Linked DNA regions of Sus scrofa: region 2 is linked to region 1. A link is a contact called in public HiChIP or PLAC-seq data. All regions are on one chromosome and are shown on one strand. Each heading gives the region's core, a stretch centred on a gene start, on an enhancer-like site or on the middle of the called end of the contact. The rest is flanking DNA. Distances are from core to core; before and after follow the strand shown. Region 1 holds the start of CISH (cytokine inducible SH2 containing protein). Region 2 overlaps MAPKAPK3 (mitogen-activated protein kinase-activated protein kinase 3).

Region 1 (4,951 bases), core at 1,570-4,069:
ATAGGCATTTGTAGCTCACAGTGGCCAGCTGGTGTCCCCACCACACTCATAGCCTCATGATGGTGCCTTCCTGGTAGGGGTGGGCTGATTAAATGGCATGGTCCTGGTTGAACCAAGGGATGGACCTGTGTGGGGTCTTCCAAGAGGCCCCAAGATTATGGTAGGATGTCCAAGGTCACATGCTACCTCCCCAGGGGTAAGAATATCTATTGGAGGGATGTAGGTCCACACTGGCCAGGGCTTAGAGGCTGGAATAATCTCCCCAAACAGGTCAGACTCCTATCCTGTTCTCCCCTCCTTCCAGCTGAGGGTCTGGGGTAGACAATTGCCTCTAAAGGCACTGACAAGTCCCACCTCCCATAAATATGAGCTTCCACCAAAGGGCAAGGTACTCATCCCTCTTTCTACATCTCACCCTAACAAGCCTGCCCTACCAGGCACTATGATCTTATGCAAACTTTGCTCTTCTCTAGGTGTCAGTTTTCCCACCCATCTGGTGAGGGGCCCCACCAGCCCAGACATTGAGGGGTCTGGCCACACCCTATTCTCAGTCTGAGGAGCAGCTTCGCTTTAGAGGAAGCCCGCCTGGTATGGCAATCCTGGGGCTTCCTGGGAGTGTGGGGCAAGGTGCTGGTTCCCTAGGAAGAGGCTGCTGGTCCTCTCCCACTTGTCACAAAATAAATCCTTGGCCCTCAGTTCTGGGTCTGGTCCCTTGCTGGCCCTCAAGACACCAAGACAATGAAACCCTGGGCCCTGCTCTAAAGGACAGCTCATAACTCAAAGTCATAAAAGCAAAGAATGTCACGGGGGAGTCAGGGTCTGCCTGCTCCTGAGCTGAGTCTGCCAGGTCAAAGGAAGGAAGAGAGGGGAAAGCAGTGTAGAGATGACAGCATGGACAAAAACAGCCAGGTATTGCTTATGAGACAGGAAGAGGTAGGCAGGAGCCTGTAGCAGGAGGGGAACGAGATCTGATAGTGTAGGTTATAGGTGACTCAGAAGATTTCAATAAGTCAGGGGGCCCATGACCACTCCTAAGAAGGGGCCATAAGACCCTGGCACCCCACAGCCTGCTAATACTTTTCTACCCCTGCTCTAGCTAGCTGTACCTTGGGAGCTCTGGAATCCTTCTTGGGGAACTGGAGGTTGAGTTCCAGGGGACTGGCTGATGGCTGGTCTACTGGGACCCAGAGCTCAGCTCAGGCCCAGGAGTCTTCTAGGAGTATGGTAGGCAGCTAGCCTGTCAGGCCAGATGGAGCCTCTTGGGGTGGACATACCCACCTTAGCAGGGCACACGTGGGTGTGGGCAACCTCCAGGGTTGACATGTATCCAGGTGTGTGAATGGCTGTATTGGTCACCAAAAGCTCCTGGTGAGTGTATATCTGGGGAGGGTTGTGTCCACAGCCTTGTCATCATCATGGTGGTGCTGGTGGCTAGTGTGTTCCAGGTGAGGGTGGCCTGTATGTGTATGTACCTGCTGTGGACCCCAGCCTGTAGGTTCTGCCTGGGAACATAAGCCAATGGGGCGAACTCAGCCCTGAGAGGGAATCACCCCTCAGCAAGGCTGACAACCCAGACCTACAGTTGGGAATCCCTTGCTCCCTACCTCAGGAGGACACTAACTGGTCTGTGGCTGTATGTGTGCAGGTCTTAAAAATCTTGCTCCCTGCCACCCAATGCTGGCCCTGTAGTTTCAAAGGGGCCTTCAGCTGGAGCAAAGTGAAAAAGTATGGGAGCTCGGAATTGGATGGGTCCCAAGGACAAAGGCAGTGGGGGTGGGGGGAAGGTGTTCTGGAGTCCCAAAATTCAGAGAGGAGGAAGGGAGATGATGGAGGCAATCAGAGAGAAATATAGAAGTATGTACAGTCTTCCTAGCCCCTCTAGGTCTCCTCCCTGGAAACAGGACTGCTCAGAGCAAGGGGCATGTCAGCCTTGCCCCACCTTCCACCCTTCTTCACTTGGTACTATGCCAGTTTTAATAACAGCAGTCCTTGGGCCACCCAGCTCTCCCTGGCTGTGGAGCACCTACTCACACCTCCCTGGAGCTTTCTGAGCTCCTATCAGATCAGTCTGGAGAGCATCAGACTCCTTGGTTGAGGCTCTGGATGGAAGGAACGTGCCAAGAATACTCAGCTGAGGCCAAAATTCTGTTTTATCAGTCCCCACCCGACCCGTGCAAGTCTTTGGGAACTTTGGAGAAGGGAGGCAGGAGCCAAGGTCCTTCTCACTTTGGGATCCCAGATTGGACTGAAAGAAGGAGTGAGGCCACTGCGAGAGTGCCTTCAGCAGGACCAGGCCAAACCTAGGGGACAGGTTTGGGGACTAACCCCCTAGGGGATAGGGGAGGGGACAGGCAAGGATCTCATGCTGGCTACCCAAGAAAAGCCTAACTGGCTACCCAAGAAAAGCCTGTGGTAGGAGAGTGGATGACAGTCCAGAGAGGGGAAGGGGCTGGCCCAAGGTCACCACTAGGCCTTTGGGCCAGCAGGCTAGTGTCCAGCGATCAGGGCCCAGAAAGAGGTATGGGCTGCCTGAGGCCTCTACCTGCTCCAGACAGAACCCAAGCTTAGCCCACCCTGTGTTTCTCCTGTCTTCAGCCGACCCCCAGTTTCTCTACCCACAGTGCCAGCAGAGGTAGTGACGAAGTTGTCACCATTTCCTGCTGTCACTCCAGAGGTCTTTCCGAGCTCGGCCATCAAGCTCAACCCGTCAAGCCCCCTTAATAACTCCGTGGCTAGCACGAGGCTAGTACTCTCCCGCGTCCCAGCGCCGACTTGGGAGTGGGCAGAAAGCCGCGCTTACCCCTGAACGCAGAGGACCATGTCCCAGCAGCAGCAGCGGCAGCTCCGGAGCTGGGGCTCGGCCGGACAGCGACGGCTGAACGGAGCCAGTGGGCGCGGATCGCGCTCACAAGGTAGGCTCCCGAGGCGCACGGGCGGCGGACCGGGACTGAGAGGAGGCAGCTCAGGCAAGCGGAGAGGGAGCGGGGGGCGGGCCGGGAGGCGGGGCGGGGCGAGCAGCCTAATCTTTTGTCCTCTGTGTCCCAGCCCTTCCCGGAAGCGACGTCTTCCTAGAACCGCCGGCTGTGCGGCCGGGAGGGGAGGGGTGCGAGCGGAGGCGTCTGGTCCCTAGTCTGGGGCCAAAGGCCGCCACTAAAGGAAACACATTTGATAGATTTCCAAGAACTTTCCAGGAAAATGGGGCGGGATCCTACGTGACGACCAATCGAAGTTCAGGAGGCGGAGCCGAGTGGTCAGGGAGGGCCAATTACAGCTCTAGGACTTTAGGCTGACGTGACCAGGCGAGGTTGAGTGTGATCTAGAGAACCTTGGGGGAAAGACCGAGTTGAAGAAGGCTAGGGAGGTGCTAATGCTCTACCCACCCCAGCCCAGATTTCCTTCCGGCACTTGCTTCGTGGGTGACAGGCCCCATTATCTCTCTGTAGACCAGTGGCAGCACGAGCGCCGGGTCAAAGGCCTGTCCTCCCAGCCAGCGGCTCCTTCAATGTGGTCTGTCTAGTCTGCGAGCGCCCCCTGTGGGCTTCACTTGCTCCCCAAGACTGTTGGGGGAAGTGGGTAGCTTGGGGTGTGGTTTGGAGAGGGACATTGGGGGAGGGATGGGGTGCCGAGGGAGTACTCAAATCCCAGGCGGTCAACGGGGATCAAGCCTGGGGCCACCACGGCCTAAAGGATACAGACGAGATAGTTTTCACTGAGAGCTGGGGGAGAAGGCACCGTTAAAACCTTTGCACCAGGCAGGGCCACCCAGTCTCGGCCCCAAGCTGGCCGGCCCTCCAATTTGGGAAGAAATGACTACCGATCTGAGGCAGGCCAGGATAGTGAGCCCCAGGTCACCCCACAGGACAGTCCACAAGGGTCTCTGCATTGCTGGGCCCCCTAAAAATGTGGGAGAGAGACCCGGAGTGCCAAACACCCAGAGATAAACTGAAGGTAAGATAATAAGGGTAGAGAGTTGAAGCAGTGACACCCCTGCTCCCATCTACATGGAGCACTTGACACATCAAGATCCTCAACAGCTGGTATTGCCCTCTCTGTGCTGAGACCCAGGGAAAAAGTCAGAAGCCCACGCTCCCACCCCTGATCCTCTACCTTTTCCCAGTTCACTGGACTCACCAGGGAGCATCTTGAAAGACCATAGGGGCTGCATATACTTCCTCCAAGCTCTTGGGACAGAGGAGAGAGAGAGTTGGAGAAGTGGCAGGGTCCACACCCCCCTTCCCACTGCCTGATGTGTACCTTATAATCCCAGGTTCCCTGGAAAGAAGGTAAGCTTCAGGTCCCCAAGCAGGGATGACAGACTTCTGGCAGTGTCCAGAGGCTTAAATGGTAGTATCCAGGCTTTCCTCAGGGCAGTTAGGGCTGAGCTTGCCCTGCCTTGAAGGGGATGGAAAACAGAGGAAATCCAAAAGCATGGTGTTGTGAAAAGGACAAAATGACAAATAATGGTTAGGTGAGAATTGACATCAGGGAACCTACTTCTCTGTAAATTTCCTGAAGGGAAGTTGAGCTTTAGTGAAGTTTTACCAGCCCTCCTGAGGAAGCCAGAAGCTGCTTGCATGGGATGGGGATGGCTGTGGTGACCTCACTGCCCACTTTGATGGCTGGGGCACCTGGAGAGCCAGCATGGGGCCTCTGTGTAAGGTGCCATTTCTCCAGTAGGAATTGTCTGCTGCCCCACTTTACTATGAAGAGAAAGGGTCTTCACAGCTGACAAGTAAGAGAGCTGGAATTTGAACGTAGATCCCTGTGGAGACAAATCCCAAGCTCTCTACCCCAAGACTCTACCCCTTTCTTCTAACTGTCACTACTTTACTGAAGTCTTAGTAGGTGCCAGATGCTTTCAGCTGTTTCCAGCCCCATTTCAGCCCCCTACTACATATCGCCTCCTCTTTACAGGTGAGAAACTGAGCCACAGAGAGATATCCCCCATAGA
Region 2 (4,951 bases), core at 1,754-4,253, 36 kb after region 1:
CTGGCTCTGAGGAACTCTGCAGCCCGGCCACTCCCCTGTCTTCTCTAGCTAAGCAGCTGATCCGCCTCCTGCTGAAGACAGACCCCACGGAGAGGCTGACCATCTCACAATTCATGAACCATCCCTGGATCAACGTGAGCGCCTCTTCGACCTCAGGCGGGCAGGGTGATGAGCTTGAGCAGGGCTGCCAGGAGGGGTGACAGCTCTGGAGGCCCTGGTGTGGGCCACAGATGTGTGGTAGTGCCCCACCTACAGCCTGCCTTTGCCACTGCTCCCATCAGGCTCCTTCATCTCCCTGAGCCTCAGTTTCCCCATCTGAGATTGGAAGGAAGGGGGTGGGATGGGACAGCCCATGCTGTCCCCGGTGCCTGCAGGGTCTCATCTATGGACTTGGGGCTCCTTCCAGCAATCAATGGTGGTGCCGCAGACTCCACTCTACACGGCCCGAGTGCTGCAGGAGGACAAAGACCACTGGGATGAAGTCAAGGTGGGTGGACTACCCCTCAAGCTCTCTGTAGGTAACATGGTTTTGCAGAGAGGGACTCCAGAGTGATGACTACCCTGAACCTGGGTTTTCGGCCCCCTCTGCCCTTGTGTCATTGAGTGCACCAGTGGCCTGACTACGGCACTTGGAGCTTTGGGCTGCACTGCTCCATTCAGGCTGTGCTTCTGGCTCTCTCCCTAAGTGAAGAGGGGTTTGAGCCAGGGGCTCCGTGAAGGGGCTTTGGCCCCAAGTTTTGGCCGTCATCCTTCTTATAGTCTGCAGCATTTGGGAGGGTGATCAGCCTGGTTTCAGACTCAGCAGAGGCCAGATTTGAGCATATGAAGCAGCAGCTTGGAGCCCAGGGCAACCAGGGCACAATCTTCAGGCACCAGCAAGACGGCATCCCCTTGCAGGCTTTGTGGTTCTGAACAAGTGACATTGGTCCAAGGCCCTTTCCTACTTACCCTTGTTGTGGTCCGAGGGAGTCATTATCCTTTCTTTGCCTTAGCAAATGAGCTCAGTGTCCACCACAATGGATTAGATCGAGGATTTCGTGAGGCAAAGGGATGGGTCCAGTGCTGGGTACACAGGGGGCACTTGGGCAGCAAAGGTGGTCCCTGCCATCACTAACATTATTAAGGGGCTACCCAGGTAGGAGGGTGACATTTCTTGGGGTCAGTACATCTGTCCTCCCCCAACATCCGTCCCCAGGAGGAAATGACCAGTGCCCTGGCAACCATGCGGGTGGACTATGACCAGGTGAAGATCAAGGACCTGAAGACCTCGAACAACCGGCTCCTCAACAAGCGGAGGAAGAAGCAGGCAGGCAGCTCCTCAGCCTCACAGGGCTGCAACAACCAGTAGCTCATGTGGCCTTGGAGGGGCCAGGCCTCTCATCCTGGAGGACACACTGGACCCCCAGAGGGCCCAGAGTCATTTTTTTTAACAGAAGGATTATTTTGTTGTGTTTTAATCTGTCACTCGGAACTTCAGGATAAGGGAACGTGACCTCCATCCTTCAGAGTCCCTGCTTAGGTTCAGGCCCTAGAGAAGGGTCAAAGCCTGGGGGTAGGGAGCCACCAGCTACCGCTGCAGTGCCTTTGACCAGAGCAGCCTGAATGAACTGTGGCTCCGTCCTGCCCTGGGCATGGCCGTAGACTTCTAGGCCACTGGGAGTTGTGGCTGGGCTTCCCTCCTTCCATGGAAACAGCTCCCTGTAGGGTGGGCAGATGGGCCTGGCCTTGGGAAAGACATCCGGCTGCTGGTTGTCATGGTGACCAGGGACCGAACTGCTGTCTCTGAATGCTGAGTGAGTAAGCAAGGGAGGGAGAAGGGGCAATTGAGGGTCTGCCTGCCTTCTTGGGGAGGCTTCTCTCCTTTGTGCTGCTTGCCCCTCTCAGGCTCACCCTTCTTTGGTTTCCCCGAGGCCGCAGAGCCAGTCTGCCAGCTGCCCAGAGTGGTCCAGCCCTGACTTGCTGCAACCCCATTGCACAGGGCCCTGGGAATTCTCCTTCCACAGAGTCCCTGGGCCCAGACGTGCTGTTACTGCCTTCTACCCAAAGAGTGGCCTCTCATCTCAATAGGGTGGGAGGTATTTTTTAACTGTTTTTTACTTTGGAAAATGTCACTGTGACACAAGCCAGTACGGTTACCCTGCCCCCACCTGCTCACCAGATCCCAGGCAGGAAAGCCTCTTCTTAACAGTTCATCCACTCTTCTGTCCTGGTTGATAACCAGGGTTGTCTCTTGGTGCACTTTTGTGAGAGTGGATGAATGGGGGCAGGGCCAAGAGTCCCCCTGTTAATCAGGGGTCTCTTTCTATACCCCAGATCTGACGCAAGGCAGCGGAGAGCTGCTGTGTGATCCTTAGAGGGTCTGGTCCTAGTCAGAGCAGAGGGCCCCTTCCATGCTGGTCCAGGCTCATCCACCCCACACTGCCCAGACAGCCTCAGGGTGCTGAATGCCTGATCTAGGCCTGGCAAGTGCCTGATACCCTAGCCTGGTTCCTGATTCCTGACCCTTCTTGCACTGGCTGGGAAACCCTAGGCCACGTCAGACAGGACAACAATGCTGGGTTTTACATACAGGTATTAATAAAAATAGTTTGGCATTTTCCCTTGGTTCCGGGTTTCTCTTTGTCTACATGAGTGGACAAAAGTGGCCCAAGGGCACGTGCTCACACCCACCAGTGATTTCATTCCTGCTGGAGAGTGTGCCTCAGGCTTGGTAAACATGCCAACCTCACTCCAGGGCCACCTTGGCCTCACCAGGCATGGAAAGGTCGGCTCTATGCCACCCCATTGCCCTGTGTGTGTGACACCCATCCCTGGCCCGGTGCGTACCAGCGTCTGCCCACAGTGGCCACCCCCAGCTGTGTGCCAGCCTGCTGAAGGGCGGGCAGAGCGCCTGCTGCAGCGCTGAGCTATTTTCAGAAGCTGCCAGATTTCATTTGGCAGCAAGAATGTCGGGGAGGGGAGGGGGCGGGACGCTGGAGATTGTCTTTTGACTACTCCAGCGACAGAGCACCCTCAGCCTTGGGAGCGCTTGCGGGCAGGCTGGAGGGGGCCCCGACTGTGGCAGATTCCCAGCTCCCGTCCTTCCGGTTTCCCAAGAGCTTCTCAGGCAATGGCACTGGTAACCGCAGCGGCGCACCCCCCCCCCACCTCCCTTCCCCTCAGGCTGTGGGGGAGGGCACGGTGCCGTTGGAAGGCAGGGGCAGGAGAGCGCACCGGGGCTGAGTGCTGCTTCCTAGCCTGGCGACCTGGGACAAGTCTTCAAGCTTTCCTGCCTGAGTTTCCTCAACTGTGGGGAAGTCCTCTGGAGGATCTGGGCAGATGATGTGTGGAGTACTTAGTGGGGTGCCTGGTGCATGGCTTGTGCCCCCCACCCATTTGCTGTCCCAGCATCCTTGCTGACAGGAAGGAGAGAAGTACCTGAAATTGTTCAAGGGAAAAGCAGTCCAGCCCCAAACCTACCTCTGGGACTTTCCACCCAGAGAGTCAGACTTTCTCCACCCATGGGGTCTCATTCCCAAGGGCCTGCTCTCCAGAACAGCATCATTTGAGCTTCTTGGACCTTGATTCCAGCTGGGCTTCAAGGAGCATGGCTACATTTCTAAAGGGTTTCTGGGCTCTCCAGATGATTCCTAGGGGCCTCACAGAGCCTGTGGTTTAGACCAACCCTCATCATGTACTCTGTTCGGTGAAATGCTGGCCAGATGCAAAGGCGGATAGAGTCTCTGGTCCCAGAGCTGCAGAGACCAACTCTTGCTGGGCTACAGAGGGCCCATTGCCTGAGACCCTGTGCTGAGTGCAAGGAAGGCAGCAGTGAAATCTGTGGCTAGAATCTCACCTTGGGGAGTTGATACACATGAGCGAGAAGGACAAAATATCACACAGGTCCACGCTGAATCATGGGCTTGATATGGTTTATGAAAGAAGGAACTGACTTGAGAAGGAAGTGTCATTGGGCAGTTTAAGGCCAAGAGGGAATTTATGCTCCAGTGTCTGGGGAGGGTGCCCAATAAATTGCGGGGTTGAAGGCAGAACCGTGGGGGTCAGGGCCTTAGAGACAGAGGGACTCTGTACCCCTCAGCTCTGCCTGGCTGTGCTTCTCCTGGGGGCTGGCCTTGATCTTCCTCCTGTACTTCCTTCTCTGCATGCAAGACCAGAGCTTGAGCAGTCCCAGCAGGGAGGCATCTGCTCAGCTATCTGCATGCCAGTCCGAGGGAAGGATTCTTATTGGCCATACCTGGCCCATTGGTGTTGCAGAGGGCATGCCCCTTCCTGTGACTAGGTGGGGAGGGTTGTAGTAGAGGTGGTTAGCAGAGGAGGGGGTGGAAAGATTGCCGCCATGTCTCCCACATCTTTGTGACCTCTGGCAAGAACCCCGTAGGAGCCTGGCCCAGTGACACGCACAGCTCAGGGCCTTGGCATCAGGTTTATGGCATCAGGTACAACTCTCACAAGCCAGGATTGGAAGGCTGGATGCCCAGCCAAGTCACGCTCTCTGGGCCTCGATGTAGCTGTCTGTGAAATGGGAACAAATCCTGACAATTAGTTGGTATTCAGGTGAGCTGAGAAGCCAAGGGGACACACGGTCATTCACATGAGCCTATTCCAACACACACATTTGCATGGGCTTCATGTGGCTTCCCTGGGAGCTTTCAGTAAAGAGGCCATAAGAGGTGTATTCACGTGTGTGTGCATGCATGCATGAGTGTGTGTGTGTGTGTGTGTGTGTGTGTGTGTGTGCGCGTGTGTGATGCTTCCTCCCAGTGATGCTCCCCACGACCCAGCTGACAGCGGAGTTCTCTGTCTTGCAAACCTGGTGCTGGCCGGCTTCCAGTGGCCCGGCTCATTGCTATTCCACGCCAGCCCTCGATTCAGCCCCTCCACTGCAGCATCAGAATTGAGCCTCAAGATGCAGCTTGCTGCAACCTCTGCAGGGGTCTTGATGCTTCCAGGA

What was found. HiChIP or PLAC-seq counts read pairs in DNA pulled down with a chosen protein or histone mark.
Region 2: a contact with region 1 is called in an H3K27ac HiChIP or PLAC-seq map of skeletal muscle. The contact joins the enhancer-like site here to the promoter of CISH in region 1. A contact is called at or near these places in 1 of 5 promoter capture datasets (liver), 11 of 47 Hi-C or Micro-C datasets (alveolar macrophages, embryonic fibroblasts, epiblast stem cells and 5 more) and 2 of 2 datasets of contacts at active chromatin or transcription factors (alveolar macrophages and skeletal muscle).

What each region holds. Positions count from the first base shown.
Region 1 is chr13:33,087,721-33,092,671 of Sscrofa11.1, forward strand. It overlaps CISH (cytokine inducible SH2 containing protein), which reads right to left and starts at 2,820. Exons shown (of 3, transcript NM_001315788.1): 1 at 2,801-2,820. The coding sequence starts at 2,820.
Region 2 is chr13:33,123,223-33,128,173 of Sscrofa11.1, forward strand. MAPKAPK3 (mitogen-activated protein kinase-activated protein kinase 3) reads left to right here. Exons shown (of 11, transcript NM_001143717.1): 9 at 49-134; 10 at 407-487; 11 at 1,196-2,598. The coding sequence ends at 1,348. LOC110256233 (a long non-coding RNA gene) reads right to left here. Exons shown (of 2, transcript XR_002337537.1): 2 at 2,076-4,512. Among named protein-coding and RNA genes, the nearest start is that of DOCK3, 26 kb to the right of the region's middle. Within about 2 kb of position 3,004, at least 27 of the 83 cell types and tissues checked have an H3K27ac peak or open chromatin away from gene starts, as enhancers often do. A contact at or near this core is called in alveolar macrophages and skeletal muscle, where this site is marked.